Regions from separate parts of the Mus musculus genome. Here all the other regions are linked to region 3. The links are chromatin contacts, called in public Hi-C and HiChIP or PLAC-seq maps. All regions are on one chromosome and are shown on one strand. Each heading gives the region's core, a stretch centred on a gene start, on an enhancer-like site or on the middle of the called end of the contact. The rest is flanking DNA. Distances are from core to core; before and after follow the strand shown.

Region 1 (2,700 bases), core at 91-2,590, 41 kb before region 3:
AGGCATAGGCTGGAAGACATGAACGTGGTCTGGTTCCCTTCCCCACATTTTACTATTCTGAATACCTTTATCCTTTCATCTGTCTCCAAACGCACCTGGAAAAGTATTAACCTAGTGGCCACCCTACACTATAAAACAGAAATGGGAACTAAATCTGGATAAAAGCTTTGGTTTTACCAGCAGCGGCACTTCCATGGTCAGACCAGGAGATGGTAAGATCCAGCAACGGGAAGACAAAAATGATCATTTATTCAAGGGAAAGCCACTCGCTAACCCGGTGGCTCAGCTGAACGCTTATATTTCGGTTGTAACCACCGTTTATGGCCCACGGAGAGAGATCTTTCAGGTAAAGGGTTCAGCTGGCTGTGTAGTAATTACCCCAGGTCTGTCTGATGTTTCTAGTTTGTTATGTTTGTGTAATAATAGTTTAAAGAGGGGATGGGTATCTCCTTGTTTTCTCTTACTTTGAACACAAATGCTGTGGATGAAAACTGGTTGGGTTTCACAGCTGGGTCTATGTTTCTGATTCATAGTTTATTTGATTTTTTTAACAGAAGGTATAATGGATACAGGAGGATTCTTGAAAATAGAAATCATACCCAGGTGGTGATGGTGCACATCTTTAATCCCAGTACTAGAGAAACACAGGCAAGAGGACCTCTGTGAGTTCAAGGCCAGCCTGTTCTATAAAGCAAGTACCCGGACAGCCAGGGCCACACAGATAAGCCCTGTCTTGAAAAACCAAACCAAGGCCTGGAGAGATGGCTCAGCGTGATTAAACGCACTGACTGCTCTTCCAGAGGTCCTGAGTGGGTCCCAGCAACCACATGGTGCTCACAACCATCTGTAATGAGATCTGATGCCCTCTTCTGGTGTGTCTGAAGACAGCAACAGTGTACTCACATATATAAAATAAATAAATCTTAAAAAAAAAAAAGAAAGGAAAACCAAATCAACAAAATATAGAAGCCTTAAGTTCTAGTCCTGATGCTTTCATTTTGACTAGCCACCACTCTCCACTATAGCAGGGCCTATCACTTAATGTGTGTGTTTTCTTCTTTGTAGACCAGGCTAGCCTTGAACCTGAAATCTCATCTCTGCCCCTAGGGTGCTGAGATTATATCTGTGTGCCCCGTACAGCTTAGCCTTGGAACTCTGCCAGCAAAAGGGCCACCTACAGAGTCAATTCTTGACCTTGGATCAGGGCTATGAGCTAAATAAACCCTTTATCTTTATACTGGGAGGAGGAGTGGGCAGGGTGGGGGTGGGTGGGGGTGGGTGGGGGTGGGGCTGACTAGAGAGGTGACTCAGCAATAGAGGGCCTGGGAGGATGACTAGAGAGGTGCTCACCATAGAGAGGACTCGGGTTTGTGTAGAGAACCCAGCTTCAGTTCCTAGAACTCACATGGTGACTCACAAACGTTTATAACTTCAGTTCCAGGGGATCCAATGCCCTTTTCTGGCATCTGCAGGCATCAGACACACAGTGCTACATACATACATACACACATACATACATACATACATACATGAGGCAAACATTATCCATAGTAAGTAAAAATAAGTCTTTAAAAAAATTATTTCATAAAAGCCCAAGGTCCTTATCTTAGATGCCCCAAGCCCAGAGACTGTTAGTTAACCCCCCATGGCTTTCCTCATTCTCTGTTCTTTAAAGTTGCCACAGCCACTTAGTCAGAACAGGTGGATCAGGAAAGCAAAGCCCGATTCTTCACATTCTTAAGCAAGCTTTATTCCTTAAGACTCTGATTTCATAATCTAAGATCAAACATTCACTAGCCAAGGACCAAAACCCATTCTAGTCTGCATGCCACAAGTTGTGAGCCAGCCGACCATTTGCTAAAAAAGAGTTTCTGTATTTATTGTTGAAATATATCAAAAGCATAGCAATATTTCATCACACAAAAATACGTAAAATTCAAATTGCATAATCTCTTTCTTGGAGCATAGCCACGCTAATTTATTTATAGGCTTCTGTTTTTGTTTTTCCGAAGACAGTCTCGCTAGATAAATGGTCCAGGCTGTCTTCAAACTCCTGATCTTCTACTACAGCCCCCAAGTGTGGAAATGACAGATTGTCACCAAGCTCACTGCTTATGAAAGTTGTTGTTGTAGTTGTACAAAGGCAGCACTGGATGTTATGACAGAGACCAGGTGGCCCTTGAAATCTGAAATGTTTAGGAGACTTCGGGAATGTAGCTGAGTGGCCGGAGTCTGAAGCAGATCAATGCTAACACACATACTTGGCACACTTAAGGCCCTGGGTTCAAGCCCCAGCATCCCCATCCTGCTTACAGAATTTACCAGCTGGCTCTATACGGAAAAACGATGACTGAGCCCTGTAGTAAGGTGTTTCACAGGTGGGAAGCCTTTAAAAGTACATAAAATCCATGTTCTGGGGGGCTGGAGAGATGGCTCGGCAGGTAAGAACACTGACTGCTCTTCCAGCAGTCCTGAGTTCAATTCCCAGCAACCAGATGGTGGCTCACAACCATCTGTAATGGAATTCGGTGCCCCTCTTCTGGTGTGTCTGAAGACAGCTACAGTGTATCTTATAAATAAATTAAAAAAAAATAAATCTTTTTTTAAAAAAATAATTCATGCTGGGGAGATGGCTCATCAGCTAAGAGAACTTGCTGCTCTTCCAGAGGACCTGAGTTCAGTTCTCAGCATCCATGTGGC
Region 2 (2,700 bases), core at 165-2,664, 54 kb after region 3:
GAGGACTAAATGACGTCCTAGGCAGAGCCATGGGGCTGCGATGTCACAATCCTTTCTGCACTTCTCCGTTTCCAAATCAAAGCCGCCTCTTCGGCAGGCTTCCTGCCGCTCGCCTGCCTGTAAATCTCCTAGCCCTCCCTTCTGAGCTGCTTTTGTGAATTGCATGTCCTGCAGTTAATTGCACTCAACTAACTCTTGTTAACTATATTCATCACTTTTTCTGTGGTTTAATTTTAATGAATGATTCTTCTGAAAGTAACTGTTGACAGTGTTCTTCATTATCTCTTCTGACCTCTGAGGCATTGCCAAAATGCCGCTAATGGATTTTTTTTTTTCATTATGGTTTTTTTTTTTTTTAAACTGGGGGTGGTGGTGCTGGGGTTGAACCTGTGTATGCCAGGCAGGTACTCCACCACAGCTACCCGCATCCCCTTGGAGCCCTTTAGTGAGGTATTTGCCTTGACCTGGCATGCGACAGAAGTGCTGATATCTTTAGTATTGCCAGAGAACTTCTGCATGAGTCCTTGGCCTTGCCTTTTACGGATGAGCAGCAAATGTCTTCCTGGTCTGCCTTCGTTAGTCTTCTTCGATCTCCCTTCCTGGAATTATCTGGGTTTAGTAAGCTCACTTTCTCTGCTTTTTGAAGGTCCAGTCCCCTTTGCTTTCCCTTCCTTGTTTAATGCATAACTCACTAAAAACAGCCTCCCTAATGGTTGGTAGAAGTCTGTGGTTCCTAGCTAATTCCTGTCAACTAATATTTGTAGAGTTTTGTTGTTGTTGTTATTGTTTTGAGACAGAGAGAGTTTTGCTGTGTTGCCCAAACTGGCAATCCTCCTGCCTCAGTTCTCCAGTACTGGGATTATAGGCATCAATCTTCATACCTAGCTTATATTTTTAACTTTTTCTGCCAGTTACTTTTTTTTTCTTGTCATATATATTGATTGGGATAACAGAGATAAATACAAAAACAATTGGATTTGTCTTTAATAAAATTCTATGTAAAGACTGTCTTAAACAAACACAAAGCTAAAATACTATGTAAAGGGAAGTTGTAATGGTTTGCCAACAAATAAACAAGTATCAAACTAGTTTAAACTAGATACATTGAAGGCACCTGCTTTTCTTCAACTTTTTCCTTTTTGAGGTAGGACCCCTATGTAGCCCATGCTGTCCTTGAACTCCTTGTCCTCTTGCTTCCACTTCCTAAACTCTGGGATTTCAGCCAGACACCCAGTCTGCCTGAGAGCTTAAAGCTTAGCGTGAAGACTATATAGGCACTGGGTGTGCAGTGGGCCATGAAAATTGTCTGTTTTGAAGGAACTGTCTTTCACGGTGGAAATGGTGAGTAAGTGTTCTGATAGAACCAACCAGTCCCTGAAAATAGACAGGAAACTCTATTTTCCTGCCATGGTCAGAAGAGGGTGTCCCAGCTGGGCCTGGTGACTCACATCTGTCATGCCAGTACGTAGGAGAGTGAGGCAGAAAGATCATGAGTTTGTCTCAAAAATAAGAATGAAAATGAGAAGGAGTCCTGGAGAGATGGCTCAGCCAGCAGCTAGGAGAGTTTGCTGCTCTTCCAGAGGACCCACGTTTAGTTCTCAGCACCGATATCAGGGGATCCAGTGCTCATGTGCATACACCCACAGGCACCCCCCCCCCACACACATACACACCACGCATGCACACTTAAAAATGATAAAAATAAATCCTTAAAAAAGAGGATGGTGGGTTATCTTTACTTGTGTGCTAACTTAGTATGTCTGTACAAAGCCCTGAGGTAGATCCCGGCACTCACTAAACTAGAAGTAGGGGCTCACATGGATATTGAGGTGGAGGTGGGGAGGCCAGAAGTTCAAGGTGATCCTTGGCTACAGAATGAGTGCAGAATGGCCAGCCTGGGGTCCAGGAGATAGTCACAGGCATTTATCAAACACTTAATGTTTAGATTGTATACTTAATGCCCTGCTTAGCTTTAACTGACAAGTAGACAACTTAATTATTACATATTTACAGTATAATTTGTAGTAATATAAATCTATTTACTTATTTATATGTATTTGGTTCTGGATATTATTTCAACATATGCATTGTTTTATAATGCTCAGTATATATTTACTTAATTTACAGTATCAAATAACATTTTCAAAGCAGGAAAAGCTAAGTATGGATAGTTACATGAGGAAAGACATTCATCCAACATTTCAAAAGATGCAAGAAGATAGTTTGGGGTGGAGCAGTGAGTACCCTTGTTAATTACAAGGGTACTACAATTAATTGCAATCCATTGAAGGCATACAGGTTATACTGTAAATATTGATACCTTCGAAGAGATACATTTGGGACATGCAAACACACGTGTTGTTTTTTTCTTTACTAACTTTATAAATGGTCTGCACACATGTTCATGTGCTGGCTGAGAGCTGAGGCTAGACCAACATGCTGACGTATGAGGGACTGGCGTGTGATTCGGACAATACCAGGTTTTGTTGTTGTTTTTAAAAGGCTGCCCTGAATTCACTATGTAACTGAAGCTGATCTCCTAATTCACTTACCTAGTTCTCTGATCACAGGTATATACCACCATATTGAGAACTTAGTTATTTTAAAAGAGGAAGAAGAACAGAAAGATACAATGTTTCCAAATCCACTGGGATAAAGATGGTATACGTTATGTATGTGAAGCATTAGATAACTCGGTCT
Region 3 (2,700 bases), core at 10-2,509:
GACCTGAACTCAGGACCTTCAGAAGAGCAGTCAGTGCTCATAACTGCTGAGCCATCTCCCCAGCCCCATTGTTGTTGTTCTTAATGTGTGTGTGTGTTGTACATGTGCATTAAGCATGTGTGGATGGCAGAAGTCAATGTCCTATTTCTAGCTTATCTTTAGAGACAGGATCTCTTGTTGAACCTTGACTGGCTGGCCAGCAAGCCTCCAGGATCCAACTGTCTTTGTTCCACCAGTGCTGGGGTTAAAGGCACGTACAGCCATGCCCCACTTTTCCCCCCCTTAACATGGGTGCTGGCCGTCTTAACCCAGGTCCTCATGCTTGCAGAGCAAGCATTTCATCCAGTGAGCCATCTCTCCAGCCTCTCATTATGCCACCCAGCTTGACCTCCTTGACCTCCTGCCTCAGTCTCCTGAACTCAGAGTTTAACGGTGAGCAGAATTCAGAAACATTTGAAGGATAAGAAGGACTGGATGTGAGTATCCTTCGAGAGCAGAGTAAGACCCCTGACTGACAGCCAGCAAGGAGACAGGAACCTTGGTCCTACCCTATAATGGATGATAATTCTCCTAATAACAGGGACACAGTCCTCATTAGAAGGGGGTACAAAATACTCGCAGGAGGAAATATGGAAACAAAGTGTGGAGCAGAGACTACCCCACCTGGGGATCCAGCCCATATACAGTCACCAAACCCAGACACTATTGTGGATGCCAAGAAGTGCTTGCTGACAAGAGCCTGATATAGCTGTCTCCTGAGAGTTGAAGGGGTTTACAGCCCAATAGGAGGAGGAACAATATCAACCAACCAGACCCTTCAGAGCTACCAGGGACTAAACCACCAACCAAAGAGTAGACATAGAGGGACCCGTAGCTCCTGCTGTATATGTAGCTGAGGATGGCTTTGTTGGGCATCAATGGGAGGAGAGGCCCTTGGTTCTATGAAGGCTCGATGCCCCAGTGTAGGGGAATGGCAGGGCGGTGAGGTGGGAGTGGGTGGGTGGGGAGGGGAGCAACCTCATAGAAGCAGGGGGAGGGGAGATGGGATGGGGGGTTGGGAAGGCAAAACTAGGAAAGGGGATAACATTTGAAATGTGAATTAATAAAATATCCAATAAAAAATAAGAGAAAAATAACATTACAGTTTATTTGAGATTAGTAAATAAACAAAAATCCCCCCACCCCCAATAAAACCAGGGACACACTGAGAAGAACTCTAGGTGAGAACTGTGGGTATCAACTGTCGGTGAACCCTCTTGTAAGACTGAGCACTGAGCTCGGTTAAGCCCACTGAAACTCAAGCGATCCAGGATGGAGGAAGTAAGTATAGTTCCCACCATTCCTGTACGTGCTAATTTGTTACACCGCAGCAAAACACTGCCGCAGCATTAACACCTCCGTGGAGGAAGATGAGGCTCCGAGAGCTTCACTGGCTAGAACCATCCCACCGGAGAGAGAGCGTGGGATTGACGTAGTAGACACACCTGCCCGCATCGCTGGCGTGAGAGAGAAATAAAGCTCTCTCTGACGGAGGAAGAGGGTGACTAAGATTCCTACTTATTTTTAGACACAAACATGAAACTATCCTGCACAATAGCTTGGTTTTCTGTAAGGATGAGGGCCCGTGGGAGGGGCCCCTGTTGGCTTGTTAAGGTATGTGAATTGTCTCCTTTTTAAATTAAAGCGTGAGGTGGCTGGTTTTCTACACGTGCTAAGCTAGGTGGATTCAGGTAGATTAGCAGCAAGCAGCAGTTAGGGAGACAGAGGCAGTGGCCTTGTTCACACACAAAAACACACCCAACACATAGCCCTCTCATGGAGGCCTAGCCACGTCAGTCTCGGGTTTCATAGAGACCTGGCAGGTTAACAGGGAGTTGCTGGTACAGAGTTTGTCATTCTGATCTGCTTCACCCACACACTCCTGTGACCTTCCCTCCTGTCTTACCGCCCCCTCCACCCAGGTCACATGACCTCCTTCCTCTCCAGAAGTAGCCAAGCCTTTCTAACGCAGGCATAGAAGGAATACTCTTACTCTAGTTTCTGCCCTGCCTTCACGTCTTTACTCAAAAGGCTGCTTCTTCTTCTTCTTCTTTTTTTTTTTTTTTTTTTTGGATATATTGGGGCCCAAGAGAACGCTCAGCCGTTAAGACCGCTGCTTGCTCTTCCAGAGGTCCTGAGTTCAATTTCCAGCAACCACGTGGTAGCTCACAACCATCTGTAATGAGATCCGATGCCCTCTTCTGGTGTGTCTGAAGACAGCTACAGTGTACTCATAAAATAAATAAAATAAATAAATTTTTTAAAAAGAGAGATTAAAAAAAAGAAAAGGGGGCTGGGCGGTGGTGGCGCACACCTTTAATCCCAGCACTTGGGAGGCAGAGGCAGGCAGCTTTCTGAGTTCGAGGCCAGCTTGGTCTACAAAGTGAGTTCCAGGACAGCCAGGGCTATACAGTGAAAAAACAAACATATATATATATATATATATATATATATATATATATATAGAGAGAGAGAGAGAGAGAGAGAGAGGGAGAGAGAGAGAGAGAGAGTGGGTAGCCTATCTTTATTGTCTGTCTTTATGGTGGCTGGGGAGGGGTGGTATAAGTGTATGCGGCACGAGTGCCTGTGTGCGCAGGGCAGAATCATACTGGCGCCTTGCACAATACCTTTTGAGGTAGCATCTCTCAGTGAAACTAGGGC

Evidence for each region. Hi-C and Micro-C count contacts between places; a contact is called where the count stands out from the background. HiChIP or PLAC-seq counts read pairs in DNA pulled down with a chosen protein or histone mark.
Region 1: a contact with region 3 is called in an H3K27ac HiChIP or PLAC-seq map of embryonic stem cells, with 7 read pairs. The contact joins the enhancer-like site here to the promoter of 1700126H18Rik in region 3. A contact is called at or near these places in 6 of 484 Hi-C or Micro-C datasets (bone marrow-derived macrophages, embryonic stem cells, liver and 1 more) and 4 of 115 datasets of contacts at active chromatin or transcription factors (CD8 T cells and embryonic stem cells).
Region 2: a contact with region 3 is called in a Hi-C map of the HPC-7 cell line, with 1.7 times the contacts expected there. The contact joins the enhancer-like site here to the promoter of 1700126H18Rik in region 3. A contact is called at or near these places in 1 of 39 promoter capture datasets (the SN4741 cell line), 4 of 484 Hi-C or Micro-C datasets (the HPC-7 cell line, brown adipocytes, liver and 1 more), 6 of 115 datasets of contacts at active chromatin or transcription factors (CD8 T cells, craniofacial prominence, embryonic stem cells and 2 more) and 2 of 9 other capture datasets (adipose tissue and pancreatic islet).

What each region holds. Positions count from the first base shown.
Region 1 is chr5:66,231,236-66,233,935 of GRCm38.p6, reverse strand. No RefSeq gene overlaps it. Among named protein-coding and RNA genes, the nearest start is that of Nsun7, 27 kb to the left of the region's middle. Within about 2 kb of position 1,340, at least 29 of the 459 cell types and tissues checked have an H3K27ac peak or open chromatin away from gene starts, as enhancers often do. A contact at or near this core is called in embryonic stem cells, where this site is marked.
Region 2 is chr5:66,136,150-66,138,849 of GRCm38.p6, reverse strand. The region is part of intron 2 of Rbm47 (RNA binding motif protein 47); the gene reads left to right. Among named protein-coding and RNA genes, the nearest start is that of Gm26725, 14 kb to the left of the region's middle. Within about 2 kb of position 1,414, at least 54 of the 459 cell types and tissues checked have an H3K27ac peak or open chromatin away from gene starts, as enhancers often do. A contact at or near this core is called in CD8 T cells, the HPC-7 cell line, adipose tissue and 2 more, where this site is marked.
Region 3 is chr5:66,189,894-66,192,593 of GRCm38.p6, reverse strand. 1700126H18Rik (RIKEN cDNA 1700126H18 gene) reads left to right here and starts at 1,259. Exons shown (of 3, transcript NR_040695.1): 1 at 1,259-1,320.